Regions from separate parts of the Sus scrofa genome. Here region 2 is linked to region 1. The links are chromatin contacts, called in public promoter capture Hi-C maps. All regions are on one chromosome and are shown on one strand. Each heading gives the region's core, a stretch centred on a gene start, on an enhancer-like site or on the middle of the called end of the contact. The rest is flanking DNA. Distances are from core to core; before and after follow the strand shown. Region 1 holds the start of SNRPA1 (U2 small nuclear ribonucleoprotein A'). Region 2 holds the start of CTDP1 (RNA polymerase II subunit A C-terminal domain phosphatase).

Evidence for each region. Promoter capture Hi-C pulls out the DNA fragments that hold promoters and counts their contacts.
Region 2: a contact with region 1 is called in a promoter capture Hi-C map of liver, with 2.0 times the contacts expected there. The contact joins the promoter of CTDP1 here to the promoter of SNRPA1 in region 1. A contact is called at or near these places in 1 of 5 promoter capture datasets (liver), 2 of 47 Hi-C or Micro-C datasets (heart right ventricle and liver) and 1 of 2 datasets of contacts at active chromatin or transcription factors (alveolar macrophages).

Annotation. Positions count from the first base shown.
Region 1 is chr1:145,704,382-145,711,425 of Sscrofa11.1, reverse strand. SNRPA1 (U2 small nuclear ribonucleoprotein A') reads right to left here and starts at 4,033. Exons shown (of 9, transcript XM_001925349.7): 1 at 3,874-4,033; 2 at 2,230-2,377; 3 at 1,184-1,262. The coding sequence starts at 3,955.
Region 2 is chr1:145,807,270-145,814,313 of Sscrofa11.1, reverse strand. CTDP1 (RNA polymerase II subunit A C-terminal domain phosphatase) reads left to right here and starts at 2,641. Exons shown (of 13, transcript XM_005660586.3): 1 at 2,641-3,333. The coding sequence starts at 3,029.

The DNA of each region.
Region 1 (7,044 bases), core at 2,784-5,283:
TTCATCAGTAAGATAAAATCTAGATATATCAAATGATAACCTAAAAATAAATAAAAGTGACAACTCCAGCGAAACAGTCAAATCCACTATCAGGTAGGACTTTAACACACCCCTTTCAGTAACTGATAGGATAAACTAAGCCTTCATCTTCGAGGAACAGCTTTAAGTGCAATTACAACATATATAAAATACAGCCCCCAGCTGCCACACACTGAATGTGCATTTTGGGTTAAACATCTCATATAGTTTAGAAATCAGTGCTTTCTTACTTTTGTTGGAGTCAAGCACTCCTTTGAGAATGTGAAGGAAGCTTATGGACCCAGCCCACCAGGAAAGGAACCATCAGGAAATAGGGAAGGGAGGGGTTAAGAGCATAATAACCTAAAATCAGGTTATACTGTATGGACTTAAACATCCAGTAATTAAGTGAAATCTTAGGTTACAAAACAATACATAGTGTAAGCTCAACTTTGTTAAAAATTATATATATAGAGCATGAGAAGAAACAGGTCAAAATAATCATTCCAAATAAAGAAAACGAAACTTGCCCCTTATCTCATAAGAAAACCAACTTCAAATGGATTGTTAATCTAAATGTGGAGTAAAACAGGAGTTTCTGGAATAAAACTGTCCAACAAAATTAATGTATATCACATATGTAATTTTCTAGGAGCAACAATAAAACAGAACAGGTGAAAAATAATATATATTTTACCTACATTCCAAAATATTACCATTTCAACATTCAATATAAAAAACTGATAGTTCACATTCTTTTTTTTTTAAACTAAGTCTCTGGATACACCTTAAGTCAAAGTAGCCGCTTGCATTAGTGAACACCATACTGGGCAATGAAATTCTAGAAAAGAGAATAGGCAAGGTTCTTTATGACCCTGGGATGGGGTAGCTTAACAGAACGCAAAAGCACTAACAACAACAGATTGATAAAATGAACTATGCTTAAATTAGGAATTTCTCTATCAAGATCCTCGGTGTCAAAAGGTGAGCTCGCGAATGGGAAGATATCTGCAACAAAACCCCAAAAGGCCCATTTCCTGAATTAAGAAAAAGACCAAGAAAAAGAACGAGGGGATAATTTTCTGGGTTTTCCAAGTTTTCTATAAAAGAAATGTAGTACCTTTAATTCCTCCCCCCAAATACATTCTTCCCCTGTTCAACTTACCAATTCCACAAGACTATTGTTGGTGAGAATGAGTTCTGTCAGACAGGGCAGAGCCTGATCAAGTCCCTCACCTATACGGCTGAAATAAAAACAGAAGGACTCTTAGTAAACATGCAAATTAAGTCAGCTAAAAATTTTATCTGAGCCCTTGCTCAGAGGGCTTCAGAGTGGGAAGAAACTTAAGAGATCTTTCTTCCAAGACCCTGACAGGAAAATAAGGCACAAAAAGAACTGTCTGAGGTCACACAGGTGACAGAAGTAGGATGACTTTAAAACCCACATCTCCTGAAAGATGTCCAGGGCCCTTCCTACTGCCACACTATCTTAACGAAACCAAAGACAAGAAATTCCTGTGTAAAACAGACTACTTAGTTCATCTCAGGACCTGTGTGAAGCCCAAAAACATAAGTGATTCTGCAGTCAGAGCTCAGGCACAAGATAAGCCAGTAAGCAAACCACAGTGGAATAGTTAACTCACGAGAAATAATGGGCATTTAAAAAAAAGCAACTCACTACCCAGCACTTCTATTGTGTGTGTGTGTGTGTGTGTCTGTGTGTCTTTTTAAGGCTGCACCCACAGCATATGGAGGTTCCCAGGCTAGGGGTCAAATGAAAGCCAAAGCTGCCGGCCTACACTACAGCCACAGAAATGCCAGATCCGAGCCACATCTGCTACCTATGCCGCAGCTTATGGCAATGCCAGATTCTAAAACCACCAGGCAAAGCCAGGGATTGAACCCAGATCCTCATGGATACTAGCTGGGTTCTTAACCTGCTGAGCCATAATGGGAACTCCCCAAAGCAGTAGGTTTTTAACTTAAATTAGAAATGTACCATGAATACATAAATAATACAAGATTTCTGAATAGATGCAAGTAAGACCAGACCAATACCAAATTCATCTCTGGATCTGTATGGGAAAAGTGTAGTTCATTTTCCATTTAAGAAATACGTAGGTGTAACTGGCAATACTGCAACTTCTTTATGGAACTCTGCTACATTTACTCTAGGGGAACAAAAATTACTTTCCACTAGTAGACACTTACCATATTCTATTGTTGTTCACTAACAATGTTTTCAGTCTTCTCAGCAAAGGAAAACCATCTAGTTTCCTGATTTCATTGTCAGAAAAATCAATGGCATCAAATTGGTCTAAGGTAGCACCTAGATTTTCAATGACAGGAATTTTGTACCCTGGAGAAAGGAGGGAAAAAACACACAAGGAAACATTAGCAGCATTTCATGGTAATTGGACTCAAAGCTTTCATTCAATCAGAAAGTTGTTTATCTAGCACCTATGCTGTGCCAAACACTGCCAAAGCACTGGTTGATTACAAGGGCAATAAAGATGAGAATACTCGCTAACAGTAATACTAATAGGTAGCTAACATTTCCAAGTATACTTACAAGGTGCCTTGTATTGTTCTAAGCAAGGCCCCAAAGCTAATGAAGTGGCCTAACAGGACTTTACACTGTGAGCTGCCTACTGTCAGTGTCCAAGCCTTGTCCACGTATTGTGGACAGTAATAGCTCCCAACCTTTTTTGCATTTCCACAGGTCAGATTCCCAGAACTCATTTGGATATCTTCGTATCATGACAGTTCCCACTTCTCTCACCTCCCAGAGGCCCAACCCAGAGTTGAAGGTCAATTTGTACACAATGGTAAATCACCTTGTGAACAACTCACTCAAACGCTCACTGATTTGTCTTCTAGGGGCATAATTATTGTCTTAGGTGCTAGGAGAAGAAAAGAAGTTAACCTAGGCAAGGTTAAATAAGTACACATTTCAGAGCTCTAAAGGCTCAAAGTTAAGTGCTGTACCAAAACGAGCATTCTCAACACCGGATGCACTTCAAACTCAGGCAGACATCAGCCTGTGCCAAGAGTATGAAAGCGGTGGGTTACTCTTGAGTCGAACCTATGATATTTAATTTCAACAAAACGAAAGTACTATGTCAGCAAACAAAAAAGCAAGCAGAAAGCAGGGCCCGCAGCAGTGCTGCTCCTGAGACGGTGTTCTCCCCCGTGGGGGTGGATCTCAAGCCAACACTTAACCCCGGAGAAGTCGTCCTTCACACCCTTTCTAAAGCCTCTCCTACTATGCAGACGAGTTGCCACAGGAATCTAATAGTCTGGAGGACTTCCGCCTCCCTTATAGACGCAAGACATCCGGCAGCCCTAGCGTGGCTGAAACAGTCTGCTCTTTGAAAGGTTTTGGCAAAAGGGAAATAGATCCTTGAAGCTAAGGAGGAGGAAAAGCCGGGAAAAAAAATCGCTTTTGCTCCGGACTTCACTTCCTCCGTCCCATACCCAACCTATATTCTCATGACTTCACTTTACCGTATCTCGGTCCGCACGAGGATCACAAACACGGCTCAGCACCCCAACGGCTCAGCCCACCCCGCAGGCGTGTACTTCCCCGCCCCCCAACGGCTCAGGTCACTCGGCAGGCCCGGCACCGGCCCCGCGGTCTGACCCAAGCATCGAGGCGGTCCCGGGCGGTGGGGGCTGGGCTAAGGAGAGCCTCGAAGGAGTCCAGGGTCGGCGTTTCGCCGACGACAGCGGGACTCAGCCGGGGTAGGAACCGGGACGCACGCCCCAGGCCACGTTCCCGCCCTTCGCGCACGCGGCGGGCGCAGGCCGCCGAGCGGGCGGGGAGGCCGGGCCGCCCGCCCCCGCCCGACTCACCTCGCAAGTCCAGCTCGCGGTCCCGCACGGCGTTGGTGTATTGCGCCGCCTGCTCGATCAGCTCCGCCGTCAGCTTCACCATCCTGTCGCCTCCCGCCTGCAGTGTCTCCCGCTCCTCCCGCCGCACCGACGTCCCGGCGTACCCCGCGCCCGCCGCCAGGCAGCATCAATCGCTTCCGGCGTGTGCTAACAGCGCGGCTCCCAGGCCTAATCAATCGAGGAGCCATTTCCTCCGTGATCGGCCCCGCCCCCGGGCTCGGGCACAGCTTTTGGGCTTTAGCTCCCGCGCTCTCCGCGGCGCATCTGGTTCTGAGTTCGTTCCTCTTGTGCAGCTTCGGCCTGCAGTGCCCCCGAGTCCAGATATTTGTGTCCGCAAGTTAATAAAGAGTGAAAGCCCACGAGTGGAACTTTCGCGTGCGTCAGGACACCTAGAGGTGAAAGGGAGGCAGTGACTGCTTTCACTCCGCCCATGGGATTCAGTGATGGGTCCCGGGCTTTGGCATCCGGGTGACACCATGAAGACCAAGCCTGGGTCTTCCGCACTGGTCTAGTTTGCAGTCAGGCCTGCCCTCTCTAGACAATTAGATATTCATGCTGAAGCCTGATAACACAGGAAGTGTGCAGATCTAAAGTCTGCAACATGACAAATGCCCACAGAGTGAGCACATTTGGGTGGCTGCTGCTGGGGTCCTGAAATTCGGAGACTCCTTCATTCCCCAAAGGGAACTACGAATCCGTCACCATAGATTAGTTTTGCTTACTTTTATATAAAGAGAATGATGCAATCTGTTTTTGTATCTGGTTTCTTTGGCTCTGTGTCATGCCTAAAATCCATCCAGGTTGCAGGCAGCAATGATTTGCTTACTTGCTGCTGTATAGAATTCTATTGCGTCTCTTACACCATAACAATCCATTTCGCTGTCGATGGACATTAGGTTTGTTTCCAGCTTGGGGCTAGTCTGCATAATGCTGCTATGAATTTTGTTGTACGTGGATCGCATGCACCTGTGCCTGAACTTTTCCAGGAGTGAAACTAAGGAGACAAAGTGTGTGGTATTATTGATAGGTACTGCCTGATGATAACTTCCAAGAGGCTGGAATCATTTCCACACTGTAGTGGTGTGTAAGGGTTTCCATCACTTGCCAACATTAACCTCATTTGCACTGTCAGTCTTCATAATTTTAGCAATTCTGGTGAGTACCAGTGCACTATTGCTTTCATTTGCTTTTTTCTAATAATAGTTAAGCATATTGTCCATTCTGATATTTTTTTACAAAGTGCCCATTCAAGTCTTTCTCCCATTTTTTTTCTTAGTGGGTTTTCTTTTTTCTTATTCCTTTTAAGATTTCTTTATATATTCTGAGTGTGAGCATACTATATGGCTTGCCTTTTACTCTTTTTTGGGGGGTAGTAGTTTAAACTTCCTAAATACCAAACACCTCACAGGAAGCCAAAATACTGTCCTCGTATACATCATCAAGCTGCAAAACACAAATTTTAGTACATTTTGGTCTGTTTAAGAAAACATCTTATTTCCCAAATCACCAAAATCATAATCTGGGCTGTAATTTTAATCAGAAGGATAAGAAATGTGACTGCCTCGCCTATTTTGCAAAAAAACAAAAACAATACAATCTGCCAACCCATCCTGAGCTTTCAAATGGTCCAATTAAATAAGAGACTTTGGAGGAAGAAATTCTTGGCTGAGAAGGCCCTCCCCATTGACAATGGTGTCTTTGGTCTTTTTTTGTTTGTTTGCTTTTTAGGGCTGCACTCTCAGCATATGGAAGTTCCCAGGCTGGGGGTGAATCGGAGCTACAGCTGCCAGCCTACACTGCAGCCACAGCAATGCCAGATCCATGACATGTGTGTGACCTACACCGCAGTTCATGGCAACGCTGGATCCTTAACCCACTGGCAAGGCCAGGGATCCAGCTCACATCCTCGTGGATCCTAGTCGGATTCGTTAACCGCTGAGCCATGAAGGGAACTCCCTCTTTTGGAGTTTTACTATGGTTATCTAGGTCTGGAACCTAGGTATCGTTATCTAGATTCTGCTTACTGAGCTTTCCACCGTTAACAGTGTTTTTAAATGACCAGAATTTTATTTTTATGTTCAATTTATGTGTGTGTGCACATGTGTCTTGAGACATTTTCCCTCATCTCCAAAATATTTTTCTATGCTAACTACCAGAGGCTCAACACTTTTCACATTTAGCTCTCCAATTCTTCTGGAATGGATTCCTTTTGAACTTTGTATTGAAGTGTGATATACATGCAGCACACTGCAAACCACACATACCCAAGCAACTGGCATCCAGATCAAGAAGAGGACATTACACATTCCAGAAGCACCCTCTTGCTCTCTGCCAGCCACACCCTTGCCTCCACTGTAACCACTAATCTAACATCTTGCATAGATTGGCTTTGCCTAGTTTTGTATTTATGCAAAATGAAATTGTACCTCATGTGCCTCTTGCTTAACATGTTTGTGTGTAGCTGTAGTTCACTTATTCTCATTGTGTAAATACTTCACAATTTGTCTATTCTGCCACTGATGGATGAGCATGTGGGTAATTTTTAACTTGGCACTATTATAAACAGTGCATCTACTAACATTGTATCTTTAAATGAACACATATACTAACATACTTGGAATTGGAATTGCTGGACTATTTGGTTTCAGTAAATAGTTTAGGTACTTTCAGCTTAAGTAGATAGTACTAATTTTCCTAAGGGGTTGTACCAGTTTGTACTCCTTACTAGCATTTGGTATTATCTGTCTTTTTATTTTAGCCATTCTGGTAGGTTGGCAGTGGTTTACCATTCTAGTTTTCATTCTATGTCCCTAATTACTAACATAGTTGAGTTTTTTTTTTTTTTTTTTTTTTTTGTCTTTTTAGGGCCACACCCATGGCATATGGAGGTTCCCAGGCTAGGGGTCGAATCCAAACTGAAGCTGCTGGTCGCAGCCATAGCCAAGCAACTCGGGATCCGAGCTGTGTCTGCGACCTACACCACAGCTTACCACAACGCAGAATCCTTAACCCACTGAGTGAGGCCAGGGATAGAACCTGTGTCCTCATGGATGCTAGTCAGATTTGTTTCTGCTGAGCCACGACAAGAACTCTGAGAATTTTTAAAAATATACTTATTGGAGTTCCCTGGAA
Region 2 (7,044 bases), core at 1,392-3,891, 100 kb before region 1:
ATGAACCACTTTCTTTGCTCATCCATAAGAAGCAACTCCTCATCTGTTAAAGTTTTATCATGTGATTGCAACAATTCAGTCACATCTTCAGGCTCCACTTCTAATTCTAGTTCTCTTGCTATTTCCACCACATCTGCAGTTACTTCCTCCACTGAAGTCTTGAACCCCTCAAAGTCATCCATGAGGGTTGGAATCAACTTCTTCCAAACTCCTGTTAATGTGGATATTTGGACCTCTTCCCACGAATCACGAATGTTCTTAATTGCATCCAGAATGGTGAATCCTTTCCAGAAGGTTTTCAATTTACTTTGCCCAGATCCATCAGAGGAATCACTGTCTATGGCAGCTATAGCTTTACGAAATGTATTTCTTAAGTAGTAAGACTTGAAAGTTGAAATGACTCCTTGATCCATGGGCTGCAAAATGGACATTGTGTTAGCAGGCATGAAAACAACATTAATCTCATTATACATCTCCATCAGAGCTCTTGGGTGACCAGGTGCATTGTCAATAAGCAGTAGTATTTTGAAAGGAATCTTTTTTTCTGAGCAGTAGTTCTCAACAGTGGGCTTAAAATAGTCAGTAAACCATGTTGTAAAGAGATGTGATGTCATCCAGGCTTTGTGGTTCCATTTATAGAGCACGGGCAGAGTAGATTTAGCATAATTCTTAAGGGCTTTAGGGTTTTCAGAATGGTAAATGAGCATTGGCTTCAGCTTCAAGTCACCAGCTGCATTAGCCCCTAACAAAAGAGTCAGCCTGTCCTTTGAAGCTTTAAAGCCAAGCATTGACTTCTCCTCTCTAGCGATGAAAGTCCTAGATGGCATCTTCTTCCAATATAAGGCTGTTTCATCAACATTGAAAATCTGTTGTTTAGTGTAGCCACCTTCCTTAATTATCTTAACTAGGTCTGGATAACTTGATGCAGCTTCTACATCAGCATTTGCTGCTTCACCTTGCACTTTCACGGTATGGAGACGGCTTCTTTCTTTAAACCTCATGAACCAACCTCTGCTGGCTTCAAACTTTTCCTCTGCAGCTTCCGCACCTCTCTCAGCCTTCATAGAGTTGAAGAGAGTTAGGGCCTTGCTCCGGATTAGGCTTTGGCTTAAGGGAATGTTGTGGCTGGTTTGATCTTCTATCCAGACCACTAAGACTTTCTCCATATCTGCAATAAGGCTGTTTCGCTTCCTTATCATTCGTGTGTTCACTGGAGTGGCACTTTTAATTTCCTTCAAGAACTTTTCCTTTGCATTCACAACTTGGCTAACTGTTTGGCGCAAAAGGCCTAGCTTTCGGCCTATCTCAGCTTTTGACATGCCTTCCTCACTGAGTTTAATCATCTCCAGCTTTTGATTTAAAGTGAGAGATGTGCGACTCTTCCTTTCACTTGAACACTTAGAGGCCATTATGGTTTATTAATCTGCCTAATTACACTTAGAGGGCAGAGAGGAGGGAGCGAGATGGGAGGAAAGGCTGGTCAGTGCAGCAATCAGAACACTCGCAACATTTACCAATTAAGTTCACTATCTTACCAGGGCATACCCCCAAAACAATTATAATAGTAACATCAAAGATCACTAATCACAGATAATCATAACAAATAATAATTAAAAAGTTGAAATATTGTGAGAAATACCAAAACGTGACCCAGACATGAAATGAGCAAATGCTTTTACAAAAAAATGGTGCCGATAGACTGGCTCCATACAGGGCTGCCACAAACCTTTAACTTGTGAAAAAATGCAGTATCCACAAAGTGAAATAAAGCAAAGTACAACATAGTTATGCACATACTACTGTTGAGTTGTCTGCCTCCCTTAAATTACATCAGTTTCTGCTTCATGCACCTAAGGGTTCTGTTGTTGGGACAGGTGCTTCTGTCCAGTTCCCGCCAGAGAGTGCAGCTCTTCAAAAATCGAATCAAGAAAGACCTTGAGGGCAGCCGCAGTCCACCACGTCCACTCCTCCCAAAGGCTGGTCTCCAGGTGGTTCCAGTCTCCCCAGGCGGGCACCAGGGCAAGAGGGCTGGGACAGTGCGGGGAGGGTCGGAACCAAAGAAGACCCCAAAACAGGCACTCTTGGGGGATGCAGGGAACCTGGCGCCCACCAGGTTCCAAATCCCAACCGCGCTCCGCATGCTAGGACAGCAGCTCCACGAAACCCGCGTGGCATGCCGGAATTCCAAACGCCCCACTGGAACCCATGGGACAGCAGCGCACCGGTGGCGCACCCTAGGCCTTGCAGTCCCACAGGCAGCCAGCCTCAACGCCAGCGAGAGGAGTCGTGGGTCAGCGCCCCGCGTTGCATGCTGGGACCGCAGAGCCTGACGGTGTTTCTGGGACAGAGGCAAGTTGCATGCCGGGACTTCAGCCTTGTAGTCCAAAGACACCCCCAAGACTTCAGCAAATGGAGGACTGTGAGACAGCCAAGCACCGTGCATACCGATATTTTAGTTCTCAGTATACTGGATCTCAGCAGCCCAGGGGAACTGCAGGATACAGACTCTCATTGTAAGCCCCAGCCGCTGTGCCTGATGGGAACTCGTGACACAGAGGGGCGCATTGCACGCCGGGAATTGTAGTCCCACCACGACGTCCAACCTCAGCGTTTGATGGGGGGGGGGGTGCGCGTTGTATGCTGGGACCCGCGATCCCAGACGCTGGTGTTCGTGGGACGGATGGGGACTAAGAACACTGTTTCCACCGGAATCAGCCCCATAGGTGTAGTTCTAGGATGGGGCTCACTGCCCGTGGCTGGTGCAGGACCTCTAGGGCCCCGCGTGGGCGTGGTTTTTAACTCGGGTCCTCAGTGCATCCGCGCACGCACGCGGCGGCACGTGACATCGCACGCTGTCCCGGAAGTCGGCGGGGAACGGGCGGCGGGTGGGAGCCGGTGCCGGGGAGAGAATCGGTGCTCCGCAGCTGCCGCCACCTCCGCCTGGGCCTGGGTCGCCCGCCAGCCCGCGATGGGCGCCGGGCCCTGAGCGTCCGCCGCCGCTTTTCCACAGCAACTCCGCCCAGCTGCGATGGAGGCGCCGCCCGGCGGCCGCGTTCCCACCGAGGGCGCCCCGCCGCCGGCGGTGGCCGAGGTGCGCTGTCCCGGCCCCGGGCCGCTGCGCCTACTCGAGTGGAAGGTGGCGGCGGGCGCAGCCGTACGCATCGGCTCGGTGCTGGCTGTGTGCGAGGCCGCAACCTCCGCGCAGCCCGCCGGGCCCGCTCCTGCCCGCGCGAGCTCTGGGAGCTGCGTGCGTACCGAACGCAGACTGAGGTCGGAGCGCGCTGGTGTGGTTCGGGAACTGTGCGCGCAGCCGGGCCAGGTGGTGGTCCCCGGGTGAGTGGGAAGGGGAGGACGGGGCCGGGCCGGGCGGGGCGGCCGGGTTGGAAAGAGGTTCTGGGCCGGGAGAGGGAAGAAGGGCCGGGGACAGGAGGGGGTCCTGAGCTGGGAACTGGGTAGGAAAAGTCTCTGAGGCTGCAGTTGAACGGGATGCACTTGGGGAGAGCTTTAGAATGTAAGGCCCACTGTTGTGTGTCTGCATGTTTTTCTAAGGTCAGACGATAGTCACTACTTGTGACTTAATAATCAGAGGCGGCTGGGTTTTTTTTTTTTTTTTTTAAAGTTCTCAACTACCAAAATTGAATTCTTTAGAAAACGGTTGTGTTCCCTTCTTTTTTCTGTGATAGGATTGCACGTTTGTAAATTAGGAAAACATGGGTCTATAGCGAGTACAGGAGGAATCAGACATGCTCCATGCTGGTTGTCGTGGTAATAACTGTTGGGAGGTGTGCACTTCTTTAGATCCTAGTTAGACCCCGTGAAACGTTGCCTGTAATACCTAGTGTAGTTCTGCATCAAGCTTAGGAAGGGGGGTGCAGCTTTGGCACAAGTAGGTCAGTGTGCAAAGTAGTAGTACACCCTCCTACAATAGGCTTTTGCTGTGGGTACCTCTGTTTTAACCATGTAGCATGACTTTTTTTCTTCTTTGAAGTGTATGAGCTCGTCAGTTCATATTTTTCTAAGTTTACCAGTGCTGTGTGCAAAGGTGTATATACATGTGGTTGTTTTCAGGAACAGAACCTGGGGCAGGCGAGCATTCCCGACTCCTGTTGTAGTGGCTCCTGTTTACCTTACCTCTGTGGAGGCCACAGTATGCCCTGAGTGCTCCCTTTCTGCCCACTCTCATCCTGCTACTCCCCCTGTGGACTGAGTGACCTCTGGTTGTTGAGCCTCTTCTGCTCCATTCACACAGAAGCGAATGACCAGGATAGAACCACCTCCTCCCCAACCGCGGGGAGCCTCCTTCTCCATCTATGTCTCTGTCATCTTGGGAGGTAGAGCCTAGTCCTCAGCCTACTGCTCGCCTGCCAGTACCTGCCCACTGAATGCAGGCGGGGTGGCCTAGGCTGCATCCTCCACTGGAGCCATCTGCTTGGCCTCCTTTAGAAGGGAGGGGCTCGCTGTGCTGGTGTGTTTAACACACTACTATGCTGTTAGCATGGCTTTGAAGTCAAGTCTTACCTGACCATTGCTTGGGCACTAATGAGCCTGTAAATCCGTCAGCTAAATGATGAAGGTGCAGCATGATGCTGGTGTTTCACTGTGTAGAAAATCCCTGAGGGAAAGAACTCCTCTCCATGCTGTTCTGTTCCTCTGACTGCTCAGAAAAGGCCGCCAGGGCCCAGACAGGCCAGTGGCTGTCACAGCAGTTAATGAGACTTCATGTACAGTGTGTTGATCAGTCCCGCAAGTCTGAGTAACCCAATACAGTAAACTCACCAATCAGCTGAGAAAACAATCTTCTGACAAATTCCCAGCTGGGAGTAGTTTTCTGTCTTGTGTGTTTTGTGTATTTGAGATCTCAGATCTGCAGAGGTTCATCACAGGGCCTTTTGAGAATCTGAAGAGTGATAGCATTTCTCCTGGAACACAGGTGTGCGAGGTATGTGTAAAGTACCAGACCAGAGCTGGGCTCACCTAGCTGGAGTCACCCTGTCTCTGTCATTGCTGTCATCAGCAAGGCTCATCCTGACCACATCAGAGGTGGTTCTCAGGCAGTGAACGTTTCTAGAAACTTAAAAATCCTGCCTTGGGGTGGAGTTAAAATAATCACTAGATTACTCTCGGGACCTCGAACAGGATTGTATGTTTTTGTAGTACTTCATGCTGTCAGGTGGTGGTGGGGACTATCCTTGCTCCTCTGACAGAGGCAGGGGCTCTGATGTGCCGGCGTCGGCCCTGCTGAGTGAGGCTTCCCCTGGCTCCTCCGTGCTGCTCTCTCCTTGGGCCGTGTTTCATCCAAAGCACCCCAGTGTGGGAAGTGAATGGAATGAGAGTCTGTTTCTGTCTTCATAACATGTATGTGAGTTGAAATTATTTTGATTTGGGAATATTCTGACAAGGCACCATCTGCCAGAAACTAAATCTGTTAATTGTTTTCTTGATGATGTCCCCATCCCAAGTCTGCTTTTTTTTTTTTTTTCCTGTTATTCATAGGCATACATTGAAGACTCCAAAGAAAAGGAAAATATAAATCTAAAATAATCAGGGAAGAAATATGAGATAAAGACCGACACAGGAAGAGGCTGTGTAGGTGTGTGTTTGCATCTTTTACTGACACCTGACCAGCTTTATCTGTGTCCAGTAGCCATTCTGTCTTCAGGGAGAAGGTGCAGCTCAGCCAGAGTTTGGAGGGAGTCAACTGAGGAGCAGGACAAAAGTATTACTGAATAAAGTGAAAACCATTCCAATAAAAGCACCATTATTGTCTCTGGCTTTTAAAATAGGAAATCTTAGATTTGAGGTTGCAGGTTCGATCCCCAGCTTCCATCAATGGTTTAAGGGTCCCTTGATGCCTTGAGCTGTGGTATAGGTCAAAGATGTGGCGGCTTGGATCCCACATTGCTGTGGCTGTGGCGTAAGCCGGCAGCTGCAGCTCTCCCATTCGACTCCTAGCCTGGGAACCTCAATATGCAATGGGTGCAGTCCTAAAAAGCAAAAAAAAAAAAAAACCCTTAGAATAGAGTGCAACCTGAGATTAGTACCCCATTTCAGTGTTTGAAATTAGTGAGGCTATTTTAAAATTCTAAATGCAGTTCAGTTGGTACAGTGAAATAATTGTCTGCAGAAGTCTTACCTGGGAAGCAAGGGGATTACTTTTTCATCCTGGTATCTGTAGAGTCTTGGAGTTCCCATTGTGGGTCAGCAGGCTGAGAACCCAACGTAGTCTCCATGAGGATGCAGGTTCAGTCCCTGGCCTTGTTCAGTGGGTTGAGGATCTGGCATTGCCTTGAACTGTGGTATAGATTGCAGATGTGACTTGAATCTGGCAGTGCTGTGGTTGTGGTGTAGGCCAGCAATCTGCAGGTCCAATTCCACCCCTAGCCTGGGAACTTCCATATGCCACAGGTGCAGCTGTAAAAAGAAAGGGGGAAAAAAAAGAATCTTAATGAATTAGTCAGTTATTTCAGTTAAAACATTTTATCATTGGCCATGGACATTTGTCCTCTTTAAAAGATTACTCATTTAAAGACACTTAATGTCTGAAACTTTAGAAATTGTCACTTTGTTTAATTGAACCCATTATACTTAGTCTGTACTTCAGATGGATATTTGTTTTGTTTTCCAGTGTTCGGTTAGCAATAAACCATTGGCCTTTTCATTTCCTGGTTCTATGTACACATGTGATTTATTTTTGCTACACTTCTGATTTTTTGTCATCTTGTCAGATCTTTTAAATATACTCCTTTGAACCAAATGGGCTTTGAAGCATGTCTTCCTAAAACATGATAGGTAGCCTTTAAGAAATTGTAGTGTTCTTTAAATTAGATTTATCTCCATTTTCATGTTTTCTTTAAAGTTAATTTTAAAGTGGAGTCTGTGCTATCAAACATCTGGTTACAGGGATTGAGTGAATTTTCAGTTAATAACAAGTGATGTGTACCATGTCAATTTGTCTCAGGAAAATGACTTTATATAAAAGGCCTATATATGGGAGTGAGAATCTAGAGAAAATAAAACAGATCAATTTTATAGTATTTGCATCAT